Regions from separate parts of the Mus musculus genome. Here regions 1 and 2 are each linked to region 3. Evidence: chromatin contacts called from public Hi-C and promoter capture Hi-C data. All regions are on one chromosome and are shown on one strand. Each heading gives the region's core, a stretch centred on a gene start, on an enhancer-like site or on the middle of the called end of the contact. The rest is flanking DNA. Distances are from core to core; before and after follow the strand shown.

Region 1 (2,688 bases), core at 29-2,528, 43 kb after region 3:
TATTTATTTATTTAGACAGGGTTTCTCTGTGTAGCCCAGGATGTCCTGGAACTCACTTTGTAATCCAGGCTGGCCTCTAACTCAGAGATCAACCTGCCTCTGCTTCCCGAGTACAGAAATTAAAGATGTGTGCCACTTCCCAGTAGAGACCCTCTTTTATGACCCCACTTAACCTTAATGATGCTCTTATGGGCTCTGTCTCTAAGTGCAGTCTTTTTAAGGGGTTAGAGCACATGGGAGTGAGAAGCACACACTGTCCCCACCTGTGTCACCCACCTTCAAGGACAGTGCCAGGCAAACAACTGGTGCTCAACAGATGCTTGAAAAATGGGTCAGTGAGTGCGTGAGTCAGTGAACACCTGAAACCTGCATGTTGGCCATGCAGTCTGTAAAGGAGCCAGGTAAAGTTTAGGGGTGTGTATTGAAGAGGGCAACAGGATCTCCAGCCTCAGCAGTCCAAATGGGAAGCAGAGAATTGGGAAAGTCTGTAGACAAGTCATTAAAGTGATATCCTGAAAGCTGTGAACAAAGAAATACAAGGGTATGAAATTTAGACAGATGAGAAGCAGCCTCCCAGGCAAGGACATTCAAAATATGCATTCGAGACTGGGGGCGTGGCTCAGTGGTAGAGCCCCTGCCTAGAATCCCCCAGTGAGGGGCTGGGGGGCGTGGCTCAGTGGAAGAGCCCCTGCCTAGTATTATGAGTCCCTGGGTTCTAGCTCCAACACTTCAGTGCAGTGGAAAAACTAAAAACTGGGCTGGCAAAATGGCACAGCTGACAAAAGTATTTATAGCAGAAGCCAAAGGACCTGAGTCCAGTCTCTAGAACCAAACCTGAAGAAGAAAAGAACTGAGTCCTGGAAGTTTTCCTCTGACCTCCACATGGGTGTTTTGTTATGTAAGGCAGCACACATTCACGTGTGCGTGGCCACGCTAATAATATCAATAATAACGATAATAATATCAACAACAGAAATAAACAGAATAAAGTGTACGTGAGTTTCCTCTGCTGCTGTAACATATAACCACAAATTTGGTGGCTTAAGCTATGATCCCTAAAGCTAAAACTAGATGTTCCCTGAGCTGCCCTCTCGGGGCTCCGGAGAAGAAATTCTGCCTCTCGTCCCATTCCTGGAAGCTGCCTGTGGTTCCCTGACCTGTGCGCCGCACGTGCCACAGCTAGAAGGCAAACGGGGGTAGGGGGTGGGGAGTGTCACATCCAGTATGACCCAGTAAAGACAACAAGAGGAATATAGAGGAAGTGGAACAGGGGTGGGAGTCAGGACAGTTAGCCAGTTGCCTGAGGAAGGTGGGCACTGTGGAGAGCTCCGGGCAGAGAATGGACAAGCTCTAACTTGGATGCCACTAGCTCCCCTGCAGCTGCCTGTGAACATGGGCCTCACCGGAAGGGGAGAAAAGAGGTAGGGGCATGTCAAGCTTTGGGGCCCAGCAACTGTCAGACAAAGCACACAGGCAGGTGAGGGGGACCAGAGAATAGAGTAAGTCACACATCCTCTGGACCCTGAGACACAGGGGCTCCGGAGGGAAGTGGGTGACGAGTGGGCTGTGGTTTTTCACCCATCTGTGAAGAAGCCTCGTTTTCTCTCCGACTTCCCCTCCTGTCCCGCAGAGCTGCCTTGTTTGTTCCCCCATCCTTCGTTTATGATGGGAAAGGCTGGATTTCCCCTAACCCAGCAGACACCTCTTCCCTCTGCCTAGCCCTACCCTCCCACCTCGGGAAGCCCCGTGCGGCCTCCCAGAATGTCCCAGAAGGATGAGTGTACTGATATACCCTCTACTACCCATTCATCCAGCCAGACGGGTCCCCAAAAGAGGAAGGAGGTCACCCGCAGTCACCCAGCATGTGGCCAGCTGGGAACATCAGGACTTCACCTTCCTACGCCCCTCCCAGCACCCCAAGACACTCATGTGAGAAACGGGTTTATAAGGACGTTCTGCAGAAGGGGGAGTCTAGATTCAAACCCAGGTCTCAGAATTGGTTTTGCTGTAAGTTTAGAGGCAAAGGCCACAGATTAATGGAACCTGGCTTATGCCAGGAAGACAAACCTGAGCCCCAGACAACCAAGGCCCACCAGATAGAGAAGTACAGGTAGGAGCTGAGAATAGTCAGAAAGGCCTTCCTGGAGGAGGCATACATCTCTCTAAGGCTCTCTAAGTATGGGATGAATCAGCCTAAGTGTCCCCTAGAGATGGAACAGTGTATGCAACAGCCTGAGGCTTTGTAATTACATCCATTGCTCTCCCGGTCTGAGTAAACAGTTCAGTGTCCTCTCATTCATTCAATAAACACTTCCCGGAGTGAAGACATGTGGAGAGCGGTGGTCCCACTGGATCGTGACCTTGACCTGGGAATCAGAGAGGGTTCTGGAAGAAGGAAGACGTGCAGAGGAAGGGAAAAAGAAGAAAGGACACTCCAGATAGAGGGAGCAGCCTCTGCAAAGGCTGGAAGTAGCTTCTTACAGTGACACGATTTACCATCCGCCCGCAGTTCCTCTGAAGCTTGGTGTCCTTGCTCAGAGAGGCCATCCCTGTGGCCTTTGGGGTACACAGAGGAGAAAAACAGTAGGTTGTACCTCGGAAGCCAGCCTCCTCAATGCCCAGGGGAATGAATACAGCGAAGCCATTAGAATTTGTACCTAGGTCGGTCCCGGCCTCTGACTAGGAGAT
Region 2 (2,688 bases), core at 63-2,562, 33 kb before region 3:
CCCAGGAATCCGACTTTTCCACCGTTTGTTTTCTTTCACTTCAGGAAGCTAACAAGCTCTGTGTGTGTGTGTGTGTGTGTGTGTGTGTGTGTGTGTGTGTGTGTGTGTGTTATGGGAAAGGACTAGAGACGCTGTATTCACAGGGCAGAAACAGGGAGGGAGAGAGAAGGGCACAGAACTTTTTCCCTTTTCGGGTGTGTGTGGGAGGTGGTTTAGTGACCTGCCAGTTTATACCACAGCAATGGGGAGATCTGGGAGAAGGGGAAGCCCACAGTCATGACAGCATGGTCAGAGAAGGAACAGAATGGTTACAGGCTCTCAGTGTGGAAATGCCACAGGACTCAAGAAACTCCAGAGATTTCCAGAAGACTTGCCCCTCAGATTCCCATTCAGAATTAACCGAGAGCAGGAACTGGGGGGGGAGGAGGTGAAGGTTGGGGAGCACAGGCCCGGCATTGCTGCATTCCAAGGTGTTGGGAGGAAGATCAGGAGTTCAAGGGTAGTCTAGAACAATCGTTCTCAACCTGCGAGCTTCAACCCCTTTGGGGAACCATATCAGATATCCCACATGTCATATTTACATTATGATATTTACATGTCCCATATTCACATTATGATTCATAACAGTAGCAAAATTACAGTTATAAGTAGCAATGAAAATGATTTTATGATTAGGGGTCACCACAGCATGAAGAACTGTATTAAAGAATCCGGGCATGGTGGCACACGCCTTTAATCCCAGCACTTGGGAGGCAGAGGCAGGCTGATTTCTGAGTTCGAGGCCAGCCTTGTCTACAAAGTGAGTTCCAGGACAGTAAAACCCTGTCTCGAAAACAAACACACAGAAACAAAAACAAACAAAGAAAAAAAGTATCGCGCACTGGGAAGATTGAGAACCACTGACCTAGAATGTGCTTCATGAGACCTTATTTCTTTTTTTAAACAGTTTCACTGTGTAACTCAGACGAGGCTGGATTTGTCTACGGTGGACCCGGCTGACACAGAACTCACAGATCTGCCTGCCTTCCAAAGTGCTGTGATTAAAGACATTTGAAGCCTAGCCCCCTGCCCCCCATTATTTTTAATTAAAAAAAAAATCCGGGATGATCTCACGTGGCCCAGGCTGGCCTTAAACCCGCTTTCAATTCTGATGATCCTCTTGCCTCCATCCTCCCCACCCGACTCAGGTGCTGGGATGACAGGTTTACAGAACACTAATCGTCAGGGTCGTTCACTCATCAACCAGCCCGGCAGACGTGCTTGGCTGTGTGCGCCTGCCCAGCAGGGGACCGCCCTCAATGGGCCGTCCCTAGGCGGCACCCGCTTAGCTGAGATTCCAGCACTTGACTTCAGGGTTTCGGAGAGATAAGGCGCTTGGCCGTTACTAACTGGACTACAAAGAGCTGGATCGGACCGGAACCACATGGCTCAACTCGCCCGAGCCACCCGCTCCCCGCTGTCATGGCTGCTGCTGCTGTTCTGCTATGCACTCCGGAAAGCGGGTAAGTAGCCCCGCGCCCCGCGCCCCGCGCCCCGCGCCCCGCGCCCCGGCCTGTGCGCACCTCGAGAGGCCCTCCCAGGCCACCCGATCCCTTCTTCCCGGCCCAAAGTCCTAGGTCTGGATTCTGGAGCAGAGATTCCAGAAAATAGGGCGTGGTGACTCACACCGGCCACCGGAGTACAGGGGAGGATGAGGTAGGAGGGTTGCCTTGAGTTCCAACGTAGCCTAGACTCGGGAATGAGAACCGGATTTGCTCCACTTCGCGCACGCTTGCGCACGCGCACACACACACACACACACGCGCGCGCGCGCGCACACACACGCACGCACGCGCGCAAAAGATGTTTTATTATTGTAAAATAAATGACTCGTACACTGAGAAAAAGTCTGGGTGACTCATGCCAGGAACCTTAACCCTAGTGGCCACACTCTCTCCAGCAAGTTAATCGTGACTGACTCAGAGTTGATTTATTAGTTCATTTTCCTTTCGCTGAGTTGGAGACTGAAGCCTCACTGGGGAATTGTAGCACAGGAGTCTACCCCTGAGCACACAGGGTGCTGAGGATAGACCCTTGGTCCTCACACAACCTAATTCGGAGCCCTGTGCTATTCCCATTGTTTCAGTGGTTGACCAGCAGCAAGTCAGGCTGGGCGCTCAGAGTGAGCTCAGAGTGACTGGAACCAAAAAACCAAACCAAACCAAACCAAAACAGGGAGGTGGTGGCTCATGCCTTTAACCCCAATAGGGGAGGCAGAGACAGGTGGAGCCCCGTACAGGGGTACCCTAGGGTCACCATGACGGGTCCTGGGTTCCCAGAACTTCACTCTGAAGTCATTATCAGACTTCTCAAGTATTCAGAAATGCCTGATACTGTATTCCCTAATGTTGAGGGCCTACTGTGTATTGGGCTAAAGGAGAGAGTCTCACATAGGGCCTAGCAGAGTGACTATTGAATGGCTCGGATTCAAACCCCACCGTATCTTGTCGTCTTATGCCTGCGTGATCCCCCTAGCAAATTCTTCTATGCCTCCATTTCTGCATATGTAAGTGGTACCTGAAGCCCAGTGTGATGGTGCTCACCCTTAATCGCAGAATTTAGGAGGCAGAGGCAAGCAGATCTCTGAGTTCCAGACCAGCCTGGTGAATGTACTGAGGTGATGTTTAGTGTCTCTACTACTACTAATAA
Region 3 (2,688 bases), core at 136-2,635:
CATAAAAAGCCACAATTCCTGATTGCCTCAAATCAGGGACTGAAGGGCTCTGCCCATCATCTGCCACCTCATGACAGAGACAGGCAAGCACACTGCCCTCCACCCCCAACTGTAGGTGCTCCTTTCCTGCTGGACCAGAAACTGCCCAGCGCCAGCCTCCTCTGGTCAGTAGATGGTCTCTTTCCAATAGAACCTTCTGGAATGAGTCTGGAAATATTACAGGCTTTCCCAGTGCCTCAGTGACCCAGATTTCACAGTTTCCATGATGCACTTGGGTGTTTAGCCCCACTCCCACCTCCTTCCTTTGCATGAGCTGGGAAGCCTGGGGCACAGGCCTGATTCCAACTCTCTCACAATAGGTCCCTTCCTCCAGGGAGCCCTCCCTTCCCCTTAGGTTAGTCAGCGGCTCTCCTAGTCTCCGTTGATTTTCAACTGTCCTCTGATCACAGCCTTGTCTGGGGGTGGGTCTGAAAGGGGGCTGTGATACACAGAGGGCTGAAGGAAAGGAGAGCACTTCTCTTTTCTTTTTTGATTTATTTATTTATTATATGTAAGTACACTGTAGCTGTCTTCAGACACTCCAGAAGAGGGCATCAGATTTCGTTAGGATAGTTGTGAGCCACCATGTGGTTGCTGAGATTTGAACTCAGGACCTATGGAAGAGCAGTAGGCACTCTTAACCACTGAGCCATCTCATCAGCCCCCAGGAGAGCACTTCTTAAGCCCCATCGGGTCACAAGCTGGGCAAGGGTCACGGGATTTAGTAGATGAATACTTAGAAACAAACAAACAAACAAACAAAGCACGTTTCAGAGAATGAAGGGGTTGCCGCCAAGCCTGGTAACCTGAGTTAGATTCCTGAGACCCATGGTGGCGAGAAGCACCGCCCTCCATGTTAAAAGAAAATGTTAGCCAGGCGTGGTGGCGCACGCCTTTAATCCCAGCACTCGGGAGGCAGAGGCAGGCGGATTTCTGAGTTCGAGGCCAGCCTGGTCTACAAAGTGAGCTCCAGGACAGCCAGAGCTATAAAGAGAAACCCTGTCTCTTTTTTTTAAAAAAAAAAAAAAAGAAGAAGAAAAAAAGAAAGAAAGAAAAGAAAAGAAAATGTTAAGTTCTTTAGAGTGAACTTGCCCCAGATTTTAAAACAAAAACAAAAAACCCTCTGCTACTCAGTGACTTTCACACTTCCCTGAACTTCTGTTTCTAGGGGAGGTAGTAGGGTGCGGTGGGGGGGGGGGGTGTTGCTCAAACAGAGGCTGCCTCACTGGTTCCCCTTGGCCAGCCACGCTGGGTGGGAAGAAAATGGAGGTGCTGGGGAGGAGGTCCGGGAAGACTGGTCCAACCAGTGTGCACGCTTCATCTCAGGGCATGGGTGGAGCCCTGAAAGGCTGGGAGACAGTGGAAGGGGATGATAGGGCTCGGCAGCCTCCAAGCCTGGCTGGGTCCCGTGGCACCCGCTGGATGCCCCACTGAACTTCACTCTTAAGAGAGCAAGACCCCAGCCTGTGGCTCTCAGTGCCCTTGCCATCTCTACAGGAAGCAAGATGGAGACCTGGACCCCACCGGGCTGCTTCTCAAAGGGCCTCCTGTTCTCAGGTAAGGAGGAAACAGCCTCAGAGGGCTGAGGGACAAGATGAGGCAGGGTAGTGACATCACAGCTCCATCCCTATTTCATCTATGGCATCTTCTAGAATGTCAGGACTATGAGGGTAGGAATTAGTGTTTGTTTTCCCAGGGGGTTCTGGGGAGTGAGCGAAGGAGGGAGGGAAGGGACTATAGAGACTGAGCCAGGACTGGTGAGTCACACATAGACTCGCAGAGTTTGTAAGGTAGAAGGACATCCTGAACTACATAGGCAGTTCAAGGCTAGCCTGGTCTACATGAGACCTTGTTTCAAATAAAAAGCAAAAATCTAGGAACAAGCCAGCCATAGTGGTGTATATCTGTAATGGCAGCACTTTGGAGGCTGAGGCAGAAGGATCACAAGTTGGAGCTGGACTGCATAATGAGTTCCAGGCAACCCTGACTCAAAAGAAGAAGGAAAATGAGGAGGGAGGAGGAGGGGGGAGGGGGGGGAAGAAGGAGGAGGAAGAGGAAGAGGAGGGAGAGGAGAAGGAGAAGAAACCAGGAGATGGTGGCACATGAGGAGGAGGAGGAAGAGGAGAAAGAAGAGGAGGAGGAGGAGAAGGAGAAGGAAGAGAAGAAACCAGGAGATGGTGGCACATGACTTTGATCCCAGCACTCAGGAGACAGAGGCAAAATGAATCTCTAAGGCCAGCCTGGTCTACAGAGTGAGTTCCAGAGCTACACAGAGAAACCCTGTCTTGAAGAATGAGGAGGAAGAATAGGAAGAGGAGGAGAAGACAAACCTAGATGATGTAATTGGTCTATGATGAAATGTATTTACTTATTCATCCTTTAAATATTGGTTGAATAAGTAAATTCAGAGGGTCCAAGTGTTTAGGAACAGACCACATAGCATCTCAGGACAGAAAACCCTTCTGCCACTGGCGTGGCAGATCTGTGGCATCTGTGCCTATATTCCTACTCCCAGGGCAGACATCACTAATCAATCTCATTGTCATTTCCAATGTGCAGCCCTTATGGTCTTTGCTGCGGTTGAGAGTCTGTAAAGAGGAAGGTTTTGTTACCTCTGCCCAAAACTCGACCTCAGGCCTCCTCCATACT

Evidence for each region. Promoter capture Hi-C pulls out the DNA fragments that hold promoters and counts their contacts. Hi-C and Micro-C count contacts between places; a contact is called where the count stands out from the background.
Region 1: a Hi-C map of bone marrow shows a contact between it and region 3, with 2.0 times the contacts expected there. The contact joins the enhancer-like site here to the promoter of Ceacam19 in region 3. A contact is called at or near these places in 17 of 39 promoter capture datasets (the 3T3-L1 cell line, the C10 cell line, the HPC-7 cell line and 10 more), 4 of 15 datasets of contacts at CTCF or cohesin (CD8 T cells, the G1E-ER4 cell line and embryonic stem cells), 30 of 484 Hi-C or Micro-C datasets (B cells, the Ba/F3 cell line, CD4 T cells and 21 more), 11 of 115 datasets of contacts at active chromatin or transcription factors (the 230-238 cell line, CD8 T cells, the HPC-7 cell line and 7 more) and 3 of 9 other capture datasets (adipose tissue, liver and pancreatic islet).
Region 2: a contact with region 3 is called in a promoter capture Hi-C map of macrophages, with 7 read pairs. The contact joins the promoter of Pvr here to the promoter of Ceacam19 in region 3. A contact is called at or near these places in 13 of 39 promoter capture datasets (the 3T3-L1 cell line, 3T3-L1-derived adipocytes, the C10 cell line and 9 more), 2 of 15 datasets of contacts at CTCF or cohesin (the NIH/3T3 cell line and embryonic stem cells), 8 of 484 Hi-C or Micro-C datasets (CD4 T cells, Sertoli cells, embryonic stem cells and 4 more), 8 of 115 datasets of contacts at active chromatin or transcription factors (CD8 T cells, bone marrow-derived macrophages, embryonic stem cells and 4 more) and 3 of 9 other capture datasets (adipose tissue, liver and pancreatic islet).

Annotation. Positions count from the first base shown.
Region 1 is chr7:19,843,836-19,846,523 of GRCm38.p6, reverse strand. It overlaps Gm34891 (a long non-coding RNA gene), which reads right to left. Exons shown (of 3, transcript XR_881881.3): 2 at 277-519. Among named protein-coding and RNA genes, the nearest start is that of Gm19345, 6.8 kb to the left of the region's middle. Within about 2 kb of position 1,278, at least 100 of the 459 cell types and tissues checked have an H3K27ac peak or open chromatin away from gene starts, as enhancers often do. A contact at or near this core is called in the 230-238 cell line, B cells, CD8 T cells and 15 more, where this site is marked.
Region 2 is chr7:19,919,767-19,922,454 of GRCm38.p6, reverse strand. Pvr (poliovirus receptor) reads left to right here and starts at 1,312. Exons shown (of 8, transcript NM_027514.2): 1 at 1,312-1,502. The coding sequence starts at 1,424.
Region 3 is chr7:19,886,662-19,889,349 of GRCm38.p6, reverse strand. Ceacam19 (carcinoembryonic antigen-related cell adhesion molecule 19) reads left to right here and starts at 1,385. Exons shown (of 7, transcript NM_177036.5): 1 at 1,385-1,596. The coding sequence starts at 1,545.